Regions from separate parts of the Hordeum vulgare genome. Here region 2 is linked to region 1. A link is a contact called in public Hi-C data. All regions are on one chromosome and are shown on one strand. The core of a region is the stretch at or near the end of the contact, and the rest is flanking DNA. Distances in the headings are between cores, read along the strand shown.

Region 1 (7,054 bases), core at 1,952-4,451:
GTCTTTCCGAATAAGTTTGCCACCATTGTATTCCCTCTTCTCATAAGGACAATCAGCCACAAAGTGACTCACATTGCCACAATTGTAGCAAGTCCTCACACGTTGCTTGCCTTTGGGCCCATTTGAGTTGTTCTTGGAGAAGTTTGGCTTGGAGTTTCTCTTCTTACTCCAAAATTGTCTTGATGCAAGAGCCATATGATCGTGATAAGCATACTCGGTGTCCTGGGGGCACAATTCCTCTTCTTCTTCCTCCTCTCCCTCCAATTCAGCTTGGCCTTCAAGGCAAGGTTGGGAGAGTCTTTTCTTGACTGTTAAATAGGAGCAAGAGCATTGTCAGCGGTCTTGTTCAATGTGTTCATGGCAATAAACTCATCAACACATCGCTTGAAGACAAGGAGTGAAAGTCTGGCCTCTAACGGATGACGGAGGACATGGATTTGTTGAAGGGCATAATAGCCTTGAGAAACTTACGCTTGATCCAATTTTCATCCACATCCTTGCTTCCATGATCTTGAAGAGCGACAACAATGGTTGTCACCCTTAGGTATAACTCACGAGGATCTTCATCCTCAACCATAAAAAATTCATCGGCCTCATCAAGTATCACTTCATAGTTTGACCGTTGAATACTAGAACTTCCTTGTACATGGAAATGGTGTGTTCCCAACAATCTTTGGCACGAGTGAAGGGACGCAAATGTGCAAGATCTTCAATGGGAACAACTGCTTGGAGGACGAACATGGCTGAGTGATTGAGCTGATTGTCAACGTCTTCTCTTGGAGTGAGGTTTCTTGGATCACGAAGGTAGTAGCCTTATTCGATGATTCTCCAAAGTTGTGTTGAGCTGTGATTCAAATGAGCCTTTATACGAAAAAGGCAGTTAGCAAAATCATTCTTAACAAGCTTTGGTTGAGGACCTAGATTAATAATATGCGGTGGGTGAACCGGTCCTCCATAGACCATTGTAGGAGGGAGTGAGGCAAAGGCATTTGCCCCACTCGTTCCTTGAGGTGTTTTATCTTTTTCACCACTACCATTTTCCTTTTCGGAATTGGCCCCCCGTATCCGAAGTTGTGGGATTAGCCACCAACAACGGGTCGATAGACGGTTTGTAAATATCAAGGAAATCCTTAAGCATTTTCTTGACTTCGATAGCCACTCAGGATTTAAATGTGGACATGACCTCGTTTAATTCCTCTCGGGTGACCGAGTTCGCAACAGCTCCCTCGGGCACCTCCCCAACCCGGTCCCTGTCGTCAACCATACTCTTTGGATGGTGAAACCCTTAATAAAGAGGTGTGGCTCTGATACCAATTGAAAGGATCGATATGGTTGACTAGAGGGGGGGGGTAGGCAACTATCAAATTTTAAATTGTTCTTTCAACAAATTAGGTTTAGCAACAAATAGGTTGTCTAGATATGCAACTAGGTGTGCAACCTATACGATGCTAACAACAATAATAATAAGCAAGGAGTAAATACAAGTAGAGGTAAGAAATAACCATAAGTGGAACCGATGAAGGAGAAGATGTATTTCCGAAGTTCCTTCTCTTTGAGGGGAAGTACGTCTCCGTTGGAGCGGTGTGGAGGCACAATGATCCTCAAGATGCCACTAAGGCCACCGTTTTCTCCTCACCCCCTCACACAATGTGAAGTGTCGTGATTCCACTAAGTGGTGCCCTTGAAGGTGGCAATCGAACCTTTACAAACAAGGTTGAGGCTCTCTCCACAACTCAATTGTAGGCTTCCAATAAAACCACGGAGCTTCACCGCAATGGAATGTGGCTCCGAGGTGACATCTTCCGTCTAGGGTGATCAAACACCCAAGAGTAACAAAATCCACACAAGAACTTGGGGGGGTCAATTTTCCTTTGGTGGAAGTGTAGATCTAGATCTCCTCCTTCAATCCCTAGCAAGACAACAGGTTTGGGTGGCTAGGGAGAGAGATCAGACAAGAAAGCTTGAGTACATCAATGGTGGAGAGAGAGAGGTAAGAGATAAGAGGGAGGAGGAACAAACCCCTAGCCCCCCCCCCCCACACACACACGCACACATTTTCTAACCGCTACAGCTGTTTTTACACGACGGCGCTGGTCTGTCTAATTTAGAGGAACAACCGACTAACCATCACCAACAACCGGTCCAAAACAGAGACTTGGCCCGAGGTTTCACCTGTCATGGCCGTTGGGCGTGATTAAGTCCCAAGCGGTACAACTGGGCCACCACTGCCCAACAACCGTAGCTAAGCAGAGCCGTGTCCGGTTGTGGACCGGTGTTGGGCCGGTACAACCGTCCAGGGGTTGACCGGTACAACTGCCCTGGATGGCGCTACAACCGGTCAGTTAGATTTTTTTTTACATGTTATTCTCAAACACATATTTACTTTGTCATAAAACGTTGTCATGCTTAAATATCTGGCGTTAGATTTTTCGCATTACCGAAAAGTTACGGGGTGAGTTGTCGAGATATAGTTGAAAATCAAGGAGAGAGGGGACCTGCTGTGAAAACAGAGGAGGGGATCAACGGGGAGATGAGTTGGTAGGGTGTTTCCATAGGTCTAGGTTTTTTGGCGGCTACTTCTACTAACCACACAGCACACCAAACCTCAAACCACATTGCACGTGCGGTAAGCCATCTATCTTAAACACACACCTACTCACATCCAAGAAGAACCTCAATGAAAGCAAAGCTAACTTAATTTGTCAGTAATCCTCAGTTACTCCTCTTCTCTTGAGAAACCGTCCAAGAAACCCCAGTCGGCACGAGCGCGTACATTTACTCTCCTGGCACGGTCAGCTAGCTACCCACAGCCATGACGACGACCCAGCAGAGCATTCGCTCAGCACCCCTCCCCCTCCGTCTCTCACCGTACCCACAATGGCGTCGTCTTCCTAACCGCCGCCGACGTCGACGCCGGCCACGGGGTCCCTCTCGGCGGGGGTTGGTCGACCCGTCCGTCCGTCCATCCGGCGATTTTTCCTCGGCATCGGCAAGCATCCTCAGCAGGAAAGCAAGGAGGGAAAGGCAACTTTCAGTTGCCTTCAACGGCAAGCCGACATCAGCAGCGCCGCTAGTCGTAGTCCCTGGCACGCATCCAGCGTTTACCACACAGTGAATGCAACTCATGCGGGGATTCAGATTCAGTCACTGGTCACTGTCCAGCCCTGGCCGGTGTTGCCACTTGGTCGTCTTTTGCCGGCTTGACGACTGAAACGCATGGCTCTGCGAGACTCTGACCGACCCCTGGAAACCTACAGCCACGAGACTAGTATGCGTCGAAGAAAACACAAGAGTTTACTGCAGTTTTTCGTCCGTGCGTGCAAGCAACTTGGGTTGGATTGGGCAATGGGCCACCTTTTTCGCAAGTGCACTGTGATCCAAAATGGCAAGAGATCTACAATCTATCTACTCCAATGGAGCTGTGTGTGGATCACTCTACTGGTAAAGGCAACCTATCAAGACGTTACTGAGCTAGCTGCCGTGTACAAATGGAGGTGTGGCTCTGCGGGAGGGACTGACCACACGGTTGAAACGTAGAGGCTTGTGGTATTGCTGGAAGAGAAAACGGAAGAGTTGACCTAGCTGGTAACGTACAGCCGTTCATGGAATGAAAAGCTGAAGAGTTTATTGCAGAGTTTCAGGAACACTTCCTTGTCCGTGTGTGCAAGCCGGTTGGTGTGAACGGAAAATGGGGGCATCTTTCCACCCCGAAAGCTTCATTTTCACAAGTGGGCTGTGAATCTGTGGTCCAAAATACCAGCGAGAAATTGTCAAGGGGGGTGTGCACGTTGCAAGTGTGTGTGTGTGTGTGTGTGTGTGTGTGTGTGTGTGTCACTAATGTTAAAAGGCAACAAACCAACTAGTTACTACTCCCTTTGTTCAGAATTTAGTGATCTAAACGCTCTTATATTTATTTACGAAGGAAATACTAAATTGGCTAGCATGTATAGTATTAAAAAGGTAAAAAAGAGAAACACACATGTTTTCAAAATTCAGTAAACTTCTCATTGGCATAAGAAATAAAAATATTTCATTTTTTGTTTGGACTCTGGTGTAACAGAGAGAAAACTATGTATGTAACCCAACTCGGCTCTAGTATAGCGAAGCTAAGCTAGTGAGTTTAAATTTCAAAACTCTCATTATCTTTGACTAGAAAATATGAAAAAGTTGCTATTCAACTCTAAAAGGCAACTTTAAGGTCGCAATATAGGACTGTGAACTAAAAGATCATTCAAAGCATTCAATACGGAGCTTATGATCTAGAAACTAGAAACTATACCCAGGATTATTTTTGTCCGACAACAAATGTGAACTAGTAGCGGCTTCATAGCCATAAGGGGCAAGGGTTTGCTAATAAATGGCATAATGTGTCCCCTGTATTGACAAGTACGAAGATGATCAGGACTAGGATATACTGCATTCCGGTAACCCGCCCACATTTACCTGAAAATAAAGGGGCAAGAAGTAGCAACAAATGGCTATAGTCGGATCAAAAGTACAATGTCAATGATGGGAGAGGTCTCGAGTTGTGGGGTCACAACTAGAAACATGGAAGGAGGCGACAGCAGGGGGGCTACTACTTTATATTCGAGAATACACATTTGAAGATAAATATGTTAAATTTTAATTGTATGTATGTCATGAGATGGACAATGGATAATTTTTAGCTGCTCAAATATGTCATGTTAGTTAAGCTTCCGTGAAAAACTACCTTGTGAACACAAACTGACATTTTACAAATTATTATTCTCTACGTGGGTTCTAAAACATGCTTGGATGAAACATGAACTTACCAGTAAAGTATATCTATGTGGTGGAGTATGTATAAGAAAAAAATACTAACCAAGCAGTACAAAACAAAAGAAGAAGACTAAGGGTAGCGAAGAACAAGGCTTTGTCTTATGGGCTCTTAGTGCAATTATCTTATGGGCTCTTAGGACGCAATTGCACATACGGGTTTTCTATGTAATAAAAGATTGAGTGGAAGGATGACCTCCCACATTTCCATCCAGGCATTCACGGTCAAAGATGACAATTGTAAATTTTAGTTATATATACAAAAATGTCCAGAATTCCGTCTTTGGGAGTTGGCGGCACGCAAGGCGGGACAGATGGCATATAATCCTGAGAATACAACAGCAGTTGTAGGTCAGGCGGGTGACTTGTGCACAGCTCGGAAGTAAATCTTATAATTGATACTCTCTTCTAACATTAATTAAAACATTAGGTTGTCGTTTCTTTGGGGAAAAAAGATGAACAAGGCATAATTTTCAAAATGCCGTGTTGAACTTATACCACTAGAAATTATAATCTTTGTGGCCTCTAGAAATAAAGCATCTCCTTCCTATTTCCTTGTCACTTCAGAACATGTGCTTTTAGACTCGTTTTCGGCAGACAATATATATATGGTAAAACATGCTCACCAAGGTGGTGCAAAACATTCCAAAATGGTTCAATCAAAGGAGGTTTTATAATCCTATTCCCAAAAACATCAATATCGATAATGCACTCGTTTCGCCCACAACTCTACGAAACCACGTTGTAACATACGCGAGATTCACTGGTTATTGGTTGGTGTGATAGTGATGGCCGTTGTTGGCATGGTCATATTTTGCTAGCTTGACGACTGAGACATGCTCTGGAAATCGTACAGCCACGATACTTGTATTCTCTCTCTATCTCCCTTTTCTTTTTTTTTCTTCTTCTTTTTTTTTTTTTCTTTTTTTTTTTTGCGGATGAGGGACCTGTATTCGTCGAAGAAAAACTGGAGAGTTTACCGTGCAATTTTCACGTATTTGCCTTTGCATGCAAGCTAGTTGATCTGAGTCGGAAAATGGGGCATCTTTTCCCCCAAAGTTTATATCACAAATGTACTGTCATCCCAGATAGCAAGAAATTGTTAATGGAGGTGCGTGTGTAAGACTGTAGTTTGTTTTTCAATGTTTTGAAGATTGCCCATCACGCCTACCGTGCGGTCCTGTATCCCATGCCTTATTGCAATTGAACACCTGATAATCCTTGATCGATCCCTTGAAGTTAGGAACAGGCCCGGTCCTGAAATTTTGGGACTCGAGGTGATACTAAAACACGGGCCCTTTAATATACTCATTATGACAATTAATACTTCCTTCGTTCTTAAATATAAGGTGTACTATTTTTTTAAAAATTCAAAGATTTTAACTTTAATCAAGTTTATAGACAAAAATATCAATATCTAGAACACTAAATCACTATCACTGGATTCAACATGAATATATATTAATATTTAGTATTGTAAATATTTATATATCTTGTTGTAAGGTTGTTCAAACATAGATAACGTTTAACTTTTTCAAAAACTAATACATCTTATATTTAAGAACGGAGGGAGTATGTATCTATATAAAATTTTATGAATAAACAATTAAATGCGTAAAAATGTAATCATGTCAAGTAGTTTATAAATATTCTCTCAAAAAAAATCTAACTTTCTTCAATGCAAAGTCATTAATATTGTTGTTATCCATGGAAAGAGAATAAGAGACATACTGTATGTAAAATTTTGACGGTCACGATAACCTGTAGGCGTAGTGTGGTCTCCTCTTTGTGACTCGGCCTCTCGACTCAATCGTGTGAGGCTGATGATGGGGTGTCACGAGGTATCAGCCATACTAGATCAATCGTTGGTCGTTGGATGTCACACATCAAATCAAGCCATATTGTGGATGTCATCTTATAAGCCAAATTAGCTCCAACTATTAAAATGATATGAACAAGTTTAAATCTTTTTAGGATCAATTGATCGCTAATTTCATCTTCAAGAAAAGGGGATTTTCTCCAACTAAAAAAGGGGATTGCTAATTCTCCTCAACCGGTGCTTTGAAATGGAGCTCATTTTGTGTCCCACCATCATTTTGGAATTTGACCTGACCGTGTGACCCACAACCATTTTCTAACTAAAACAAAAGGGGATTGCTAGCCTGGTGTGGCCCATCACAATGTTTTCACAGCTTTGTTTAGGGCTAAACCAACAGACTACCTAAACAAAAAGGCCCAAGGCCGAGTCGCTAAAGAA
Region 2 (7,066 bases), core at 2,268-4,767, 41 kb after region 1:
CTCATGTGTTCCGAGGCCATGTCTGCACATGCTAGGCTCGTCAAGCTTAACCCGAGTGTTCCGCGTGCGCAACTGTTTTGCACCCGTTGTATGTGAACGTTGAGTCTATCACACCCGATCATCACGTGGTGTCTCGAAACGACGAACTGTAGCAACGGTGCACAGTCGGGGAGAACACAATTTCGTCTTGAAATTTTAGTGAGAGATCACCTCATAATGCTACCGTCGTTCTAAGCAAAATAAGGTGCATAAAAGGATTAACATCACATGCAATTCATAAGTGACATGATATGGCCATCATCACGTGCTTCTTGATCTCCATCACCAAAGCACCGGCACGATCTTCTTGTCACCGGCGCCACACCATGATCATCCATCAACGTGTTTCCATCGGGGTTGTCGTGCTACTTATGCTATTACTACTAAAGCTACATCCTAGCAAAATAGTAAACGCATCTACAAGCACAAACGTTAGTATAAAGACAACCCTATGGCTCCTGCCGGTTGCCGTACCATCGACGTGCAAGTCGATATTTCTATTACAACATGATCATCTCATACATCCAATATATCACATCACATCGTTGGCCATATCACATCACAATCATACCCTGCAAAAACAAGTTAGACGTCCTCTAATTTTGTTGTTGCATGTTTTACGTGGTGACCAAGGGTATCTAGTAGGATCGCATCTTACTTACGCAAACACCACAACGGAGATATATGAGTTGCTATTTAACCTCATCCAAGGACCTCCTCGGTCAAATCCGATTCAACTAAAGTTGGAGAAACCGACACTTGCCAGTCATCTTTGAGCAAAGGGGGTTACTCGTAACGATGAAACAAGTCTCTCGTAAGCGTACGAGTAATGTCGGTCCAAGCCGCTTCAATCCAACAATACCGCGGAATCAAGAAAAGACTAAGGAGGGCAGCAAAACGCACATCACCGCCCACAAAAACTTTTGTGTTCTACTCGAGAAGACATCTACGCATGAACCTAGCTTATGATGCCACTGTTGGGGAACGCCGCATGGGAAACAAAAAATTTCCTACGCGCACGAAGACCTATCATGGTGATGTCCATCTACGAGAGGGGATGAGTGATCTACATACCCTTGTAGACCGTACAGCAGAAGCGTTAGAGAACGCGGTTGATGTAGTGGAACGTCCTCACGTCCCTCGATCCGCCCCGCGAACAATCCCGCGATCAGTTCCACGATCTAGTACCGAACGGACGGCACCTCCGCGTTCAGCACACGTACAGCTCGAAGATGATCTCGGCCTTCTTGATCCAGCAAGAGAGACGGAGAGGTAGAAGAGTTCTCTAGCAGCATGACGGCGCTCCGGAGGTTGGTGATGACCTTGTCTCAGCAGGGCTCCGCCCGTGCTCCGCCCGTGCTCCGCAGAAACGCGATCTAGAGGAAAAACCGTGGAGGTATGCGGTCGGGCTGCCGTGGAAAAGTCGTCTCAAATCAGCCCTAAAACCTCCGTATATATAGGTGGGAGGGAGGGGGCCTTGCCTTGGGGCTTAAGGAGCCCCAAGGGGGTCGGCCGAGTCCAAGGGGGAGGACTCTCCCCCCCCCCAAACCGAGTTGGATTAGGTTTGGTGCGAGGGAGTCCCCTTTCCTTCCCACCTCCTCCTTTTTTTTTCTCTCTCTTGATTTTCTTCTCCTTGGCGCATAGGGCACTTGTGGGCTGTCCCACCAGCCCACTAAAGGCTGGTGTGTCTCCCCAAAGGCCTATGGGCTTCCCCGGGGTGGGTTGCCCCCCCCCCCCCCCCGTGAACTCCCGGAACCTATTCGTCATTCCCGGTAACTCCAAAAACCTTCCGGTAATCAAGTGAGGTCATCCTATATATCAATCTTCCTTTTCGGACCATTCCGGAAACCCTCGTGACGTCCGTGATCTCATCCGGGACTCCGAACAACATTCGGTAACCAACCATATAAGTCAAATACGCATAAAACAACGTCGAACCTTAAGTGTGCAGACCCTGCGGGTTCGAGAACTATGTAGACATGACCCGAGAGACTCCTCGGTCAATATCCAATAGCGGGACCTGGATGCCCATATTGGATCCTACATATTCTACGAAGATCTTATCGTTTGAACCTCAGTGCCAAGGATTCGTATAATCCCGTATGTCATTCCCTTTGTCCTTCGGTATGTTACTTGCCCGAGATTCGATCGTCAGTATCCGCATACCTATTTCAATCTCGTTTACCGGCAAGTCTCTTTACTCGTTTCGTAATACAAGATCCCGCAACTTACACTAAGTTACATTGCTTGCAAGGCTTGTGTGTGATGTTGTATTACCGAGTGGGCCCCGAGATACCTCTCCGTCACACGGAGTGACAAATCCCAGTCTTGATCCATACTAACTCAACTAACACCTTCGGAGATACCTGTAGAGCATCTTTATAGTCACCCAGTTACGTTGCGACGTTTGATACACACAAAGCATTCCTCCGGTGTCAGTGAGTTATATGATCTCATGGTCATAGGAATAAATACTTGACACGCAGAAAACAGTAGCAACAAAATGACACGATCAACATGCTACGTCTATTAGTTTGGGTCTAGTCCATCACGTGATTCTCCTAATGACGTGATCCAGTTATCAAGCAACAACACCTTGTTCATAATCAGAAGACACTGACTATCATTGATCAACTGGCTAGCCAACTAGAGGCATGCTAGGGACGGTGTTTTGTCTATGTATCCACACATGTAAATGAGTCTTCATTCAATACAATTATAGCATGGATAATAAACTATTATCTTGATACAGGAATTATAATAATAACTATATTTATTATTGCCTCTAGGGCATAATTTCAACAGAGATTACCTTGGGGGATCAATCCAAGGAAGAAATCACCAGATCTGAAGGAGATGGGGGAGGGGATTAGGGATTCGAAGAGAGCCAGCCGTCGCCGTTGCAGTTACTGTTTGAATGAGGGAGGGGAATGGGGAGGGGGCTGAGCCGTGGCCAGTTAAGTCAATGTGTGGCGCCTAAGCGTTCGGCGCCACACATTACAATGTGTGACGCGTGAGGCTTAGGCGTCACACGGCCTGGGGGGTGGGCCCTCCCTGCCAGGTGGTCGGGGGGTGTGTCTCCGAACGGCTAGGCGTCACATAGTGTAGTGTGGCGTCTAGGTGTCGGACGTCACACAAAAGGGTCAGACGAGTGAAATATTTTCCGTGAGTTTTTTTTTCGAGGTCATTTCTGTCAATTTTGCACGCAAACTAGTACCCGGTCGATCCGGAAACGTGCCCCCTATGTGCGTCACCAGTCTGGAGTCTGGACAGTGTCAAAGAGCGTGAATGAAAACATCAAAAAGTACTGCTGTAGTAGGTTGCGGTAGAACCCGGTGTCGTAGTAAGAATCCCAGCCAGCCGATAGAGAGAAATGACATCCGTTCTGGTAGTGTTGCTGCTAGCCGGAGGGAGACGTCGGGTTTGTCTCCGTCGAGTCCACCTCCGCCACCAAACACACACGCGCTCCTCTATAAATACCTACCAAACGCACACGGTGAGAGAGCAGCGCTTCCCACTGCACACGCGCTTGGGTATACGCTCTTCTCATCTCACCAACACAGCCAGGAGCCAGCATGACCGTCGGCGGCGAGGCCACGGGACACGGGCAGACGGTGTGCGTGACCGGCGCCGGCGGCTACATCGGGTCGTGGATCGTCAAGCTCCTGCTGGAGAAGGGGTACGCCGTGCGAGGCACCGTCAGGAACCCAGGTACGTACATACTCTGCATACGACGGCGGCGAAGGTCGTTGGTTGTGATGCGCCGTCGTGCTGATTGCTAGCGTGCGTGCGTGCGCGTGCAGATGACGCCAAGAACGCGCACCTGAGGGCTCTCGCCGGCGCGGCGGAGCGGCTGGTGCTGTGCAAGGCCGACCTGCTCGACGCCGACGCGCTGCGCGCCGCCATCGCCGGCTGCCACGGCGTCTTCCACACCGCCTCGCCGGTCACCGACGACCCGGTACGTTTAATCCTTTTTTCCCGGAGAAATTAGTGCGCTCTAAATCAAGAGTTTTGCCAAATTTGTATAGTATTAAGCCATTATTGCATTCCGAGGATTCGATAACGCTTGCGAGTATTCGGGACGCCGTCAAATTTACCCCCTCTGTTTCTAAATATTTTTTTAAGATTTTACTACAAAACTAAATATATAAATATATTTTTTAAATTTTTTTTACTAGGAAACTAAATATAAATGTATATAGACATATTCACTCATTATACTTCATATATAGTTCATAAAATCTTTAAAAGTTATTTATATTTAGGAACGGAGGGAGTACGTATTTACTTTTCCGTTTCTGTTCTGGCTGGACTGGACAACTGTAACCAGTATCCACAGAGGACTGCTTGCGCATGCATGGCCCCACCCTTCAGTGATGGACGACCATTGGTCAAAGTCGTTCGTGTAGTATCAGCAGTAGCATGGCATGCAATCATGCATGCATGCATGGACGCTTGCGCGCTTGCTGTGCTTGCTTGCGCGTGCGTGCTTGCTTTGGCTTTGCATGTAACCAGTTATCGTCTAGTCTTGATGTGCGTGCTTTGGCTTTGCAGGAGGAGATGGTGGAGCCGGCGGTGAGGGGCACGCGCTACGTCATCGACGCCGCGGCGGAGTCCGGCACGGTCCGCCGCGTCGTGCTCACGTCGTCCATCGGCGCCGTCGCCATGGACCCCAGCCGCGCACCGGACGCGGTCGTCGACGAGTCCTGCTGGAGCGACCTCGAGTTCTGCAAGAAGACCAAGGTACGTCGTCGTCGTCGTACACGGAGGATTTTGCATGCACCCGGCCCGCCATGGTCGCCGGCGGCTCGTGGCTGATTCTGTTGTGTGTGCGTATGTCAGAACTGGTACTGCTACGGGAAGACGGTGGCGGAGCGGGAGGCATGGGAGGCGGCGGCGGCGCGCGGGGTGGACCTAGTGGTGGTGAACCCGGTGCTGGTGCAGGGCCCGGCGCTGCAGCCGGCGGTGAACGCCAGCCTCACGCACGTGCTCAAGTACCTCGACGGCTCCGCCAAGACGTACGCCAACGCCGTCCAGGCGTACGTGCACGTCCGCGACACCGCCGCCGCGCACGTCCTCGTCTTCGAGGCCCCCGCCGCCGCCGGGCGCTACCTGTGCGTGGCCGACGGCGCCGTGCTCCACCGGGAGGACGTGGTCACCATCCTCCGCAAGTTCTTCCCCGAGTACCCCATCCCCAGCAGGTCAGTAGCACTAATCGGCCATCGCAGCGTCCCTGTCTTTGTTCCAAACATGTCAACACACGCGCTAGCTAATGTTGTCGCGTTGAAGTCTCAAGAGTTCTGATTGATTTGGTGACATGGACGGTCATAAAAAATTCAGTCGTGTTACAATTTATGAATTAATGTATGGTAATGTATCGCAGGTGCTCTGACTCGGTGAACCCGAGGAAGCGGCCGTACAAGATGTCGAACCGGCGGCTCCGTGAGCTGGGCCTCGAGTTCACGCCGGTGGCACAGTGCCTCTACGACACCGTCGTCAGCTTCCAGGAGAAGGGCATCCTCCCGGTCCCTCCTGCCCCGGCACAGCCGGCGATGAAAGAGATCAACTGAAAGTGTGGTACACTACAGTACTTCTTATAGCAATCCAGAAGCATCCATCCATCCATGGATCATGGGTGAAAGCCTTCAGCTATGTATTGCCGTATTGGCATGTCATTCTGCTGTCAGCTAGCTGTTGCTCCAACAGTTTGAACTTTAATTGGCATGCAGTTATGTTCTCCGAATTGGAGAAGGAGCTGAAATCTTGAAATGGAATGTTGTGCCCCTGATTTGCGTACTCGAGAATTTACGACTCGCTCCGGATCCTTTGAAACGAATTGACTCGCTCAAGATCGATTGCCCTCGCGTAGCTTCTTTTGCTTTACTGGAAGTGAAAGGTCCTTTTGTCCAGCCAGCCATGGCGACGCCGTCCGAGGACCTGCTTAATCAGTCATTCAAGCAGCACCGTGGCCGCCCCAATGTCCGGCTCGGCGCGGTCACCACCTGCATCCATGCCTCGCTCTGGGCTCGAGGGGACGGTGATCTGGGCTAGCAGACCTCCCGCCGTACTTGTGGCGCCCTCGGAAGAACAAACCGCAGCGACAGCACTCAAACACCAGCCACCAAAGTTGTACTAGCCGTAAGAGCATCCGACCTTGCAAACCTCATTCGGACATCTCAAATCTCATATCTTAAATTCATACAACCCATATAACTATTACGTAACCGTATGTGGCTGCGTCAGACCGGTTTATGCCTCAAACCCGGTATGTGGCTCGGCTGGGGCTTTCGGCTTTTGTTGTTAGGCTTAGATGAGTGGTCTGAGTATTTTGGCTCAGTTAGCACCCTTTCATCATATGGATAGAAGTAGCGGCAGATGTTGTTACGATGACGGATTCAGACATATTATTATAATACTTTATAAGGTACTCGAGAATAATCAATAAAGTGGCCGCATGCATCTTTCAGATGCAGAGGCCGGGGGTCATCCTCCTTTTCTAAAAAAAATACGTAACCGTATTACAAACATCGTATGGCTACTCCATCACTACTAACATGTCACTGGGCTATCAAAATTTGACATGTTTGGTTATGATGAAGATCATCCACAACTGTCCTTGTCCTTTCTGGAATTTTAAAATATGTTCAGGAATTTGAAATAATATTCGAGAATTTGAAAAAATGTTTTGAAATTTTAAAAAATGCTCTGGAATTTGAAAAAATGTTCGTAAATTTGAAACAATATCCAGAATTTGAAAAAATGTTCTGGATTTTATAAAAATGTTTCGGATTTTTTCAAAGAAGTTCTGAAATTTGTTTGAAAGATATTCCGAAATTTGAAAAAAATCCCGAAATTTGAAAAAAAAATAGGAAAACAATTATTAGATTTTTCTAAACAAAAAAATAAAATGGGCCGGTCCAGTTGATGGCAAGCCAAAGATAGGCTGTCCCGGTACGGACGCTACAGCGCGGACGCGATCGCTCCACCATGGGCCGGCCGAATCTGGATTCACTGCATGCGTGAGATA

Evidence for each region. Hi-C and Micro-C count contacts between places; a contact is called where the count stands out from the background.
Region 2: a contact with region 1 is called in a Hi-C map of leaf, with 3 times the contacts expected there. The contact joins the promoter of LOC123409743 here to the enhancer-like site in region 1. A contact is called at or near these places in 2 of 6 Hi-C or Micro-C datasets (leaf and seedling).

The regions. Positions count from the first base shown.
Region 1 is chr7H:59,686,815-59,693,868 of MorexV3_pseudomolecules_assembly, forward strand. No RefSeq gene overlaps it. Among protein-coding and RNA genes, the nearest start is that of LOC123409743, 41 kb to the right of the region's middle. Within about 2 kb of position 3,202, at least 2 of the 3 cell types and tissues checked have open chromatin away from gene starts, as enhancers often do. A contact at or near this core is called in leaf, where this site is marked.
Region 2 is chr7H:59,727,928-59,734,993 of MorexV3_pseudomolecules_assembly, forward strand. LOC123409743 (cinnamoyl-CoA reductase 1-like) reads left to right here and starts at 3,518. Exons shown (of 5, transcript XM_045102604.1): 1 at 3,518-3,750; 2 at 3,843-3,997; 3 at 4,594-4,782; 4 at 4,882-5,240; 5 at 5,423-5,835. The coding sequence starts at 3,615. The coding sequence ends at 5,609.